Linked DNA regions of Mus musculus: region 1 is linked to region 2. A link is a contact called in public ChIA-PET data. All regions are on one chromosome and are shown on one strand. Each heading gives the region's core, a stretch centred on a gene start, on an enhancer-like site or on the middle of the called end of the contact. The rest is flanking DNA. Distances are from core to core; before and after follow the strand shown.

The links. ChIA-PET counts read pairs in DNA pulled down with a chosen protein or histone mark.
Region 1: an RNA polymerase II ChIA-PET map of memory CD8 T cells shows a contact between it and region 2, with 24 read pairs. The contact joins the enhancer-like site here to the promoter of Sltm in region 2. A contact is called at or near these places in 3 of 39 promoter capture datasets (fetal liver, liver and pre-B cells), 2 of 115 datasets of contacts at active chromatin or transcription factors (effector CD8 T cells and memory CD8 T cells) and 1 of 9 other capture datasets (liver).

The regions. Positions count from the first base shown.
Region 1 is chr9:70,757,695-70,763,667 of GRCm38.p6, reverse strand. Adam10 (a disintegrin and metallopeptidase domain 10) reads right to left here. Exons shown (of 16, transcript NM_007399.4): 10 at 1,902-2,085. Among named protein-coding and RNA genes, the nearest start is that of Adam10, 82 kb to the right of the region's middle. Within about 2 kb of position 2,482, at least 106 of the 459 cell types and tissues checked have an H3K27ac peak or open chromatin away from gene starts, as enhancers often do. A contact at or near this core is called in liver, memory CD8 T cells and pre-B cells, where this site is marked.
Region 2 is chr9:70,538,574-70,545,030 of GRCm38.p6, reverse strand. Sltm (SAFB-like, transcription modulator) reads right to left here and starts at 2,316. Exons shown (of 21, transcript NM_025690.4): 1 at 1,950-2,316; 2 at 974-1,061. The coding sequence starts at 2,111.

The sequences.
Region 1 (5,973 bases), core at 1,233-3,732, 220 kb before region 2:
AAAATGCGTGTGCAGTGTCTGACACAACCTACATCGTAACAGTGACCAACAGATCAGTGCATTCACTTTTATAATCAGCTTCTAAGTTTACTGTGAAAACTCCACCGTCCATAGAACACTTAAGAACTGACAGAAGTAAGTGACAGAAAAGCAACCATTGATGACAATAATAGAATAACAGCATCAATGTAATGTCAATCTAACCCGTGAGGGGAAAGTTTAAAAGAAAAAGCCAAAGACTCTGTCTGTGACAAGAATAAAGAAATATACTACAGGCCAGGAGGAAACATCTGTAAACCATTATCTGAGTCCAGCCTAATAGTGCACACCTATAATCCAGCACTCAGAACACAAATATAGGAAGACTGTGTGCTATACCAAGAACAACCAAAAAGCTCCCCCAAGGTATCTAACAAATCACCAGTGATTTTATAAAGGAATTGAGGATGTGGAGAAAAAGGAACACTCCTTTGTTGGTGGTGGGATTGCAAGCTGCTACAACCACTCTGGAAATCAGTCTGGCAGTTCCTCAGAAAATTGGACACAGTACTACCTGAGGACCCAGCTATACCACTCCTGGACATATACCGAAAAGATGTTCCAACATATAACAAGGACACATGCTCTACTATGTTCATAGCAGCAGTACCCTTGTCCTGATGGACAGTTCTGTATCTTGTCTATAGTGGTGGGATATAGAACTACACATGTATTTATATTATATTAAAAGAAACAAACATCCCGATAAAACAGGAGCAAGGAGTGGGGAGTGTGCCCTGATGACAGCATGGCCCTTGTGATGCTATCAGCCTGCACAGTATTACCAATGGGGACACTGGGTGATGGTACTGAGTACCTACTACTGCCCTGTGTGCAAATCCACAATTACCCCCCCCACCCCCGCAAAAAAAAAAAAAAAAAACAAAAAAAAAACAAAAACACCTGTAATTAAAAAAACTGTAGGCCCTGGCTGGCCTGGAGCCTGCTATATAGACCAGGCTGGCCTTGACATCAGAACCTTCCACCTGCCTCTGCCTCCCAACTCTTAGGATTAAAGGTGTGCAACACCACACCCATGCAGTAGATACATGATGGAGTTGGTTTTAGACATGAGGAATGAAATTATTTGTTGTCTGCAGGAAAAGAGATGCAACTGGAGATAATCACCTTAAATGAATCAAGCCAATGTCACAAAGACAAGTATCATGATGTCTTCTTGTTTATAGGGTTTATACAGATCCATAAAACCATGCACAGATATATGACATGAAAGCAGAAGCAAAATTATCTAGGAAACAAGGGAACTAACAAGAGGAGACAGTGCAGAAAGGGAGGATAAGAGGCTTGGGGAATTGCTCATTGTACAGTAAGTGCAAATGTCACACATGCAGCAAGGCATGTATGTATTATGAATGAAATTATATATATATAAAACTGTGCAGTTCACCTATTAAAGAAAGGAAGGAAGGGAGAGAAGGAGGAGGGAAGAGAAAAGAACCTCAAACAAGATTGAACTCTAGCTAATGAGATATAAGCTAAAAGCGTTTAGAAGTAAAACACTCTGCTATCTGATACTTACTTTCAAAGGGGCAAATGAATTCCTAAGTATTTGATAAAGCAAATACTTTTTGCAAAGTGTTAACTGGAAAACACAGGCGGGAACTGAGTGGCCTCTTACATATTTTTTGACTATAAATATTTTGGGCTGGGAAGATGACTCAGGGGAAAGGTGCTTACCACCAAGCTTGACAAGCTGCGTTCAGTTGTCAGAACCACATGGTGAAGGGGGAGAACTGACTCCATCAAATTGTCCTCTGACCTCCACATACCTGCTGTGGCTTGTGTGCACATGCACAAATGTAGAAGAAAAAGTTAATTAAAATGTTGGAAAATATACATACCAACAAAACAGTTGTTCCTCTTCTTCTCAAGCACTTGGCTTATGTTTCTAATGCTGCAGAGTGAAAATTTGTTGTTGTTAAGTTTGTCCCCAGATGTTGCTCTTGCATACATGATGTAATTGCCATTTTCTTTTTGTCCTAAGTTCTTAGACTCTCCTGGAGTACACTCTGTTCCAGAATCATGCTGCCAAACAGAATATGGTGTTACATTAGTAGGAAGTAAAATTGCCCAGTCACCTGCTTATGTGGAACTTTCTCATCAGAAGAACAGTAGAAGTCACATACTTTCCTTGAAGAAGAATCTAACAACTGTCTAGGATCAGAGTTAGGATAAACACTTGCTCTATGGGGCCACTGTTGCAGCACAGAGGAAAACTGAAAGTCTAAACATAAACTTAGAGCTTTGTAATTAGGGACTAGAACTGAACATACATCGTCATAGAGATTACTAAGAAGAAGCTTTTATGGGTGGCCGTAATAATATGGATTCACATTCATTAAAATGCATGGTAAGTACATGTTCAAACTGGTTCAGGAAGGCAGAAGTGAAAATGAAACCCAAGACCAGTGCTGAGGAAGGCAGAGTAAGAACTCAAGGCAGTGACACTTCCTTGTGAGTTGGCGCAAAAGACAGCCACGCAAAATGCTGATTGGAGTCAAACACAAGTTTTACTTTAAAATAAGACTAAGAAAACCCAAGGCATGGGATCAAAACATTGCTTTACAGGAGACAGAGTTCTGTATATGAGCACCTGCACAGACGTGGTTTGGATTCTGGTAATTTATCCAGGTACCAGAGGCATAAGAAAGACCAAAGCAAGAGCTCCCTGAATCTTCATAAAGGAAAAACACTTTCAAAGCTGGGCTAAGGAAGCACCTGCTTTCCTCGCACATATGCACTAAAACAACAACGCCAGGGTTTGTTAGATGGCTTCATGGGGAAGAACACTTGATGTATATGCAAGTGGACCTCTGTTCAAAACTCCAGGACCCACATAAATCCAGGCCCAGGAGCAGAAAGATGGCTCAGTGGTACAAGATGTCACCAAGCTTGACAACTTCAATTTGATCCCAGGACCCAAATGCAAGTAGTTGTCCTCTGACCTCCACTCACAGGCTGTGGCATACAAATGAACATGAACACACACACACATACACACACAAAATGTAATAACAATTTTAAGAAAAAAATTTAAAGCCAGACATGACTGTGCTTTTTTTGCAACAACCTCATCACTAGAATTCAGAGACAGATACCAAGAGCTCATTAGATGACTCGTCGAGCCCAAAGCTTCTGGTTCAGAGAGCATCACTCAAGGCTAATTGTCCCAAGAGTAAGTAAGAAGAAGACATTCAACATCCTTCTCTGACATCTGTGTGTGTACATACAAAGGTGAATACTCAGGTGCATGTACCACACACAAAATACCCTCAATACACACACAACACACACCCGAAAGAAACCTCAAAATGTCCTCAAGTAATTAAGGTATTCATTATTCTAAAGGGAAAAAATGTTGGACATTAGAATAGCAGTTGTATTTAACTTGACCTTAGTTTGAATACCCAAAAACCTAACTCTTTACGAACAAACAATAATACCAAGTCACTCTGATTTTACATTTCCTCATCAGATGTCTCACATCCTACTCTTCCTGATACTGCCCTGCTTTTCTCCTGAGCCTAGATTCAGCCTCTGGAAACTACTTGCTCTGTATATTACCTTGCTTTATGCTTCTGCTCCTTACAATTTGGTTTTTTATTAAGTATGGTACTAGCAACAATCTCATCATTCAAATTGAGAAACAGAAAGAAAAGTTCCAATACTGAATGGCTGTTAATGTGATCAAAGAAACAGTAGCTATGTTAGAAGGCATTGAATATTGCCTTCTAATGAGTAGCTTGTTATACATGGAAGTGCTAAAATATACAAACTGATACAGACGGAATAAACATTGTCCCTAACTTGGCAAGGAGTTACATTCTTAAAAATAGCTAATTGTGACCTACCTGCCTAGTCTTAATCTCTCAGGAATGGTGTAACAGATCTCACCAACAGCCGTAAAAGGAAGAATGGACGGTAAACAAAGAATGCTTATTATTTGCTACAGCAGATACAGGAACAAAACTGGCAAAGAAAGGAATAAAAAAAAAAAAAACACCTCCGACACACATACACACAATGGACTATCCTGACTGGATGTCAAAAAGGACTCAGGTTTCATGAGTATACTACAACTCTAGTTAAAAAAGAAATTAAGAAAAACTACTTTCTAAGCTAAGTACCCAAGTTGTTTGTTCGTAAAGAGTTAGGTTTTTGGGTATTCTAAGTTCATAATATCAGATGCATTTGGTGGAACAGACTGCAATCCCAGCATTAAAGAGGCTGAGACAGAAAGATCACAAGTTTGAGGTCAGCCTAGGCTATCCAGTGAGAACCTATCAAAAAAAAAAAAGAAGAAACAGAAAGAAGAAGGCAACAAAGAGAGAAAGAAGGGAGAAAATATTCACAGAAAAGTAAGAAAAAGATTTAAGAACATATGAAAAAATAAATTATAATCTATAGCCCACAACTATTGACATTTTGTTGTATTTCCTATGACTATAATTGGCTGTATCACATCTTAATATAAACTTTGGGATCTGGTATATATAATTATCTATATCTCAGCTTACCAGTATAAGAAGCACTGAAGAGCCTGCTTTTCAATGGCTGAAGAATATTCCATGGTATCAGTCAAAGGCATTTGCTGCTTCTCTGAGAAGATCTATGCTAGTTCCCAGTACCCACACTGAGCTCACAATCTATAAATTCCAGTCCCAAGGGTTCTGCACCTTCTACTCTAAGGATTGAGGCATCCATGTTGTACCCAGACATATATACAGACAAAACACCCATACATATAAAAATAATACTTAAAAAAAGATTTTAAGGTAAGAGCAGGAGATTCATCAGATTTGAGAGGTGAGAAATGACACAGCATATATACTTTGACTTGAATTATGAAAAGGCCATAAATGATGAAACCTGTAGAGGTTTGAAAGAAATGGCCCTCATAAGCCCATAGGAAGTGGCAATATTAGGAGGTATAGCTTTGTTAGAGTAGGTATGTCACTTGGGCTTTGAGGTCTCCAAGCTCAAGACAGTTCACTGTCTGTGGATCAAGATATAGAACTCTCAGCTCCTTCTCCAGCATGTCTGCCTGCATGCTGCCATGTGTCCCACCATGATGATAATAAATTTAATCTCTGAAACAGTAAGCCAGCCCCAACTAAATATTTTCCTTTATAAAAATTTCCATGGTCATGGTGTCTCTTCACAGCAATAAAATCCTAGGACAGAAGTTAGTATTGGAATATTACTGATAGGCCTGACCATGCTTCTGTTTGGAGGAATGTAGACTTTGGGACTTTGGATTAGAAAAGCAGTTGAATGAACATTTTAAGTGGGGCTTAATGGACCAGTCTAGTAGGAAGATGAAAGACAGTGGTGCTGATCGTGATTTGAACTGTGGTGGCCTGGCTCAAGAAGTTTCAGAGGAGAAGAATTTTAATATGTGGCCTAGAGACTATTCTTATGATATTTTGGCTAACATTGTTGCTATTTTCTGCTCTTGTCTGAAAAGTTTGCCTGAGGCTACAGTAAAGTTTTGGATTAATTGCATTGGCAGAGGAAATCTCAGAACAGCCTAGTACTGACTCTGTCTTGTGGTTGTTAGTGTTCACGCTTAAGGAAATGTATAATGAAAAAACTCATATGAAGATGTATAATTAAAAGGAGCAAGCTGAACAAGGGAAAATACAAAACATACAGATCAAGGAGAAAAGGGGTACAGGGAGAAGAAATGGAGCTAAATCCTGTGTTTAAGGAGAGAAACATATTAAAGAGAAGCATGATGTTAAATGGATAAAAGGAGGAGAGCTCAGGGCAAGATTCCACCCAGCTGAGACCAACTTATGAAAAGAAATTAAAGAAACGCTCAGAGCCAGATTAGGGGTCCACACCTTCAATCCCAGCACTTCAGAAGCAGAAGCTAGCAGATCCCTGAGTTTAAGGCCAGTCTGGTCAATG
Region 2 (6,457 bases), core at 1,067-3,566:
GATATCTGCCTGCCTCTGCCTCCCAAGTGCTGAGATTAAAAGTGTGTGCCACCACCACCTGGTCTATTCAATCATCTTATTCCCATCACAACTGTGTATAGATCGGGTACAGCAGTTAAGAAAATTATGTTCCTAACAAAATGACACAGAAGTCCATGACTTATTCTGCATGGAAACTATAGATACCAGGCATCAGACAGTTATTTGTCTACTCTCTGTGACAGTTTATGAGAAGCGGAAATTTGCAACTATTCAAATAAGATTATACTCACCAGATGTTTTTAATAACTAATTCCCATTTATTATCAAAATATTCATGTGAAAATTACCTTTCGCTATTCACATCAGATCATTCTGCCCTGGAAATACACAGAGCCCAATTTAAAAGCTACATTAAAAACCTAGTATCCCCATACCTTAAAACTTCTTTAAAGCTAATCAGTTGTGGGGTTTTTGCTTTTGTTAGTATGATCGATGAGGTCTTTTGAATTTCACTGAAAATTATTAGACTGCATAATGGAATAAATGGGAAATAAGCAGTATGTCAATTAAAACATTAAACAAAGGTTACAGATCTTGAATATACTAGAGAGAACAGCAAAGAGCCAAGGAAAGGTCTAGTGGGAATTTCACCAAAACTCTGCCAATTGTGGGGCAAGGTAGACATGGATCAAACTGTATTTCTTTCTTCAGATATTCCTACTATGAAGGATCGGTATGCAACTTAACTTTGTACCTTTCCCCAGAATCAATAAAGAACTTTCTTATTTTCTGGTCATCTTCAGCCGAATCTGAAAGGCTGCAAGTTACTCAGAGCCTGCTAACAGTAACTTTCTTCCTTGACCCAAGAAGGCAGAGTGCCAGAGGGAAATAGCAAAGAATAGCACTATATAAACAGGGCGAGTGGTACAAGAGCAGAGCCAAGTTATAGAACCAAAATATATTTTAAAATATGTTCAGAACTCGTAACAACCTTTGCCTTTGGTTGGTTTCTTGTTTGGAGTATCAGTTGAAACAGTTAATTCAATATTATCTGGATCGCCTCCTTCCTCTTCAATAGCCTACATTAGAAAGAGAAGTTAATATGCTACACAAACTATCTAAACTTATTTTATAAAAACTTAATGAAAATATATTACCAAACCTCCAGCCTCAAAACATTAGAATTGCCAGTTATTTTACAAACCGACTTCACAAACGAGTAATTATGCTACACAGAAAGGGGTGGAGGGTGTCATTGAGTATCGAAATGTCCTGGAACTTGAAATTCCACCCAGTCGATGGTTCCATGTCACATATACTGAACAAGAACCTAAATATGTTCTATTACAGAAAGTTTGTAGCTACTTAAATAAGGAAGAGTTTTCCTAACGTATTGCGTACACTTGTTCCCGTCTCCGATTCCAAGGCTTCACGCGAATAAACCTGAAAGCTTAACAGGACTGAGAACGTGGATGATTACGCTGATGCAATCAGAAATTAAGAATTAAAAATAAATCAGTTAAAAGCCTAGTGGGGAAAAAAAAAGATGAATCTTCCCTTCTCATCCACTCATCAACTCCCACTACGGATTTCTCTGAACAGGGGTGAAGAAACGGTTGGACACAATTAAACGGTAACTTCGGCCAAGTCAGCAAACTAACCATCGCCTCGGAGCCCGAGAGATGCACGCGCTGCGCACCGCCCGTAGGCCGGGGTACCCAGCGCCGCCCAGGGTCTGCAGCTCCACCCTCCGCAGGCCGCAGAGCCGATGGAGAGGGCGTCCCAGGGGAGGCAGGGGGCGCGACCGGCGGCGGCTCGCGAGGCCGCTGGAAGGCCAGGCTCCTCGCGGAGGCGCGGGCCCCGCGCGCCGGGCACGCACAGGCACCACCCGGTCCGCCCCGACCGCGGAAGCGTAGCACCTAAACGGCGCGGCCTACGCTGCCCTGCGCGCAGCGTCCGGGCCTCACCTGCTTCAGCCGGGAGACCAGTACCGTCTTGACCCCGTTGATGTCCAAGTTGCGGCGCTTCAGCTCGGACCTGAGGTCGATAACCCGCAGCTCCGTGATCTTCTTCCCTTCCGCCGGCCCAGAGGCGGCCGAGGCTACCACGGCCCCGGCAGCGGCAGCCATTTTGGGAAAGCAACGCGCTGCCGAGGCAGCTAGTGGGCTGCAGGGCGGCGGCGGCGGCGGAGGAGGAGGCAGCGGCGGTGGAGGCGGTGGCCGCGGCAGCACCAACTTCCAACCCGGGCCCCGGGCGGCCAGCGGCGCCGCGCTACGCTGCGCACAATGAGCCACTGACCACGCCCCCCCACGGGGACCACGCCCCCGACTCTGCTCCAGCGCAACCTGCAGCGGCACCCGGATGACGGGTGCGCGTGCGCACTGAGCAGGCATGGAGGGGGCGGAGCTCGCAGCGGACCGGTGGCTCGGCCTCTGGCGTGGTCCCGGGAAAGTCTCCGCGTGTCCAACCGCTCAGCTGTCCTCGGTACCACGGTTCCCGCCTCTCCATTAGCCTCCTTCTCCTCTCATCTCTTACCTAGAGCCATCGCCACTTGAGAGGCACCCCATAGTAGGGAGAGTAGGTGCGTCTCTTCACCGAAATGAGGGGGCGTGTGCGCCAGCCTTCCCGGAAGAAGTACGGAATCATCGTGGAAAGGTGGTCGGGGTATACTAGTGAACTTAGGTCGGCGGGTTCCGCCCCGGAACGCCCAGCGAAACCTGAGGCCGAGAGCCCAGGGGACAGTGTCACGCTGTGACCCCCTGAAGCTTAGCCCCTCTTTGCCTGAAAACTACCAGGCAAACGTCCTCTCCTCGTTTGCCTCAGCTTGCCCATCCCCTCCGACGGGCCTGATGGCTCAATGAAATTGTTCACAAAAGGAGAATAACTTAAAAGTATATGTTGCCCTGATCCTATACAGTATCCTCTGCCCTGCGCCGCCAGCATTTGGTATGTCAAGGACAGGGGCCACTTTATGGAGAAATAGCCCGCATAGTATCTCTTAGTAATTTTAATATTATTAATCATCACAGCGTAAATATCTATAGAATTAACACAAAGTTGGACAAAGTTAGGAAACACAGGGAACTGAATTAACATTTACTGGTGGGTGATGTTTTGTAAAGGCAAGGGTATGTTTTGTAGAGCGAGGTATAGAGCGGTGGGAGGGACTGCCTCATCCGGCTGATGCTGAGGCATCCCCACCCCAGGTACCATCCATAAGACTGGTCTAGTATAGAATAGAGTTTATTTGGGGGTATGGCAAGGGGAGCTGAGAAGGGAGTAGAGGCAGAGAAAGGGAGAAGACAGAAGAGAAGAGCCCGGCCAAGAACACGTGGAGGGGGGAGGGGAGAGGAAGAAAGGAGTCAAAGGGGGGGGGGGGACATTCCCATCCAGGCCTACCTGGCTGTTGCTAGGTAAGTGTTGGGCGGAGCCTAGAAGGAATGCTAAGGTGCTAACAAAGGTGGGGTTGAGGTTGTTTTGTTTTACATCTTTCTCCAGTTTCCTGGTTATAAAACTTAAATTGGACTGGGCAGTGGTGGGACATGCCTATCAGCACTAAGGGGAGAGAGGCTTGTGGATCTCTGAGATACACTACACTCCAGCCTGGTATCTGCAGAGTGACCCAGGACAGCCAGGGCTACACAGAGAAATCCTACCTTTATAAATAAATAAATAAATAAATAAATAAATGTGAGGTGTGCCTTACTTTGGGTTGCTACACACAGAGGAATCCTACCTTTATAAATAAATAAATAAATAAATAAATAAATAGTAAGGGTGAGGTGTGCCTTACTTTGGGTTGCTCTTTCTGAATCATTGGTTCAAATGGAGGAAAACTGGACGTTATAAAATCATACCTGGCAGTCAGTCAGTTCAGCATTTCTTTATGACTTTTAAGGAATTCTGGGATATAACAACCCCTTTAATTCTTCCCAGCTGCTAAAAGAGATTAAGTGACTTATAAAATATGGCTTACACATATGGCTTGTGTGTGCCAGTGCTGTGCTAATAATCTTAGATCTTCTGATTCCAAGTTCCACTCTCTTATACCACAAATTAGTTTGTCACACTCACCAAATTTTAGAATTCAAAAGATTCTTGATCTTCCATACCAATTTCATCCCTCCATATCCCTTCACAATAAATGAAGATGTTAAGATTTGCCTAAGGGCCAACAGCTATTGGCCATGGTTGCAGTAAAACCTTAGGTGTTATTCTATCATTGTTCTTATCTTGTCTTCTGGAGCAGCATCTGTGGATTCTCTTAGCCAGGGATCATATTACTAACTCCCAAGGTAATGATATAGCCAAAGGGAAGGAATTTTTATTCGGCTGTTTCCTTTTAAGAACAAAAGGGGGCCTCTAATAGTGAGTAAAATGAAGATCTATGTATTCTTATCTGATACCCTTGAGAAAGAAGCACTTTCCCAAATGCTGAGACTGCTTCCCTCAAATCAGGTAAAGAGTAAACAGATAGTCTTCAGTTCTCAGTGAGATACCTGCTCTGACCTCTTTGATAGCACAGCATGATGAAAGTAAAAGCAGAGAGACAAAAAGGACCAGAGAAGGGACACGCATGATGTATATTTATTATTTGGGTCCTGGCTCAGAGAAGAGGAGGACAGTAGTACAGAGACGACTGGAAGCAACTCATGAGCTTGTGTACTCCGTCAGTGTTAAGTGTGCACTAGGTTAGGATGTTGTAGAAAGTCCTAGCAGAGGTAAACAGTGTCATTCTGCCTGCAGTTTATTTGCAAATAATCGGAGAAAGAAAGAGAAAACCTGACACTGTGTTAGCCGTCACAAAAGACGGTAAGGGAAACAAGTGAGGTCCCCTGGTACTGTGTCAGACGGAAAGCAGAGGCCTGTGAGGGCTGGAGGTGATGCTCAAGGGTAGAGTGTGCTTCCCAAGCCTAGTTGAAGCCCCAAGCTTGATCCCCAGTGAGGCCAAGTGTGGACAGTTGCCCATGATATACTGGTCCACAAGACAGCACTTGCTAAGTATGCCTGCTGGCCTGAGTTCTATCCCAAAACTCTAGTAAAGGTGGGTGGAAGTAGAGAAGAGATTGCAAAATAAATAAATAAGGGAATGACAAACTAGGACCAGAAAAATGGCTCACCAGGTAACAATGCTTAAACCACAAACTCTGATGGCCTAAGTTCTATCCCTAGAACCCATATCCAAGGTAGAATGAGAGAAGCAACTCCTCAGCTGACCTCTGACCTCCAGGCATATGCTGTTGTAGCAAACAAATGCCTACATTCACACTTCTAATAGGAAAATGATATGACAATCTATATTTCTATACAGAGCCACTTGCTGCTTGGTGAGCCTTTAACACTTATGTTTTCATAAAAGCTCATCAGTAAACAAATCTATGTTCAGAAGGACTTGGTATCTTAAAAGGCAGACCTGGTTCTGGGGAGACAATGTTGCCTTATGAAACTCTTGTGAATACTGAAGACTTACACGGCAATCTGCCCACAGGAATCTTTACTCAGATGTCAAAACCTCTGATGAGCAAAACAATAAGTCAGAAAAAGATGCACGATTACAACTCTAGCCAGTGACACGAAGTAGATGACCGTAGCACCCTGAAAGGCTGTATTTGTAAAAAGTAACCCCTAGAAGTGGATTGAATGCTTGCATTATGGAAGAGAAGCATTAACAATGCCAATAAGCAGGCATAGTTCTACTGCACACCTGTTGAAAGGGGGTTCAAAGTTCAGGGCCAGCCTAGATCTCTAGGGAGATCTTGTCTCAGGAGAAAAAAAATGCACCAATAACTAGTTCAAGAGCATAGACTAAATTGAAGATCCCAAATGATTCCAAATTCATTGCCTTTGAAAAATTCTAAGTTGTAGTTTATGCTCTTCTGAGATTTAAACTGTGCCTCACCTTGTACATGATTGCTCCTGACACCTACCCTCAGACGGGCTTGTACATCTTCCCTGTCTTGAAATGTCATTACTTGACCCAGTTATTTCCTGTTGGCAGCAAATACATTATTGTATCCTTGTCCTGATGCAAAGTATGAAACTTCTGGTAATGTCAGAGAAGGCAGATGATACACAATCGGTTTACTTAGCTATCTCAGAGGGCCCAAGAATGCTGCAGTACTTGATCCCTTGCACCAGAGTGCAAAGTGGGGAGGACACAGAGACTGAAATCTAAGGAGATGAACCCACCATTTGAAGTTTAGAAAAAAAAAAAAAGAATTTATTGCTGAAAAAGTGTTGAGACATTGCACTTTATTCCTAAGTAGTTTTGTTTCTTGTTTCTTGTTTCTTCGTTGGTTTTTGTTGTTGTTTGGTTTGGCTTGGCTTGGTTTTGTTTTTTTGACACAGGATTTTTCTGTATAGCCTAGCTGTCCTGGAACTCACTCTGTAGACCAGGCTGGCCTCAAACTTAGAGGTCTGCCTTCCTCTGCCTCCTGAGTGCTGGAATTAAAAGTGTGAACCATCACAGTCTGAC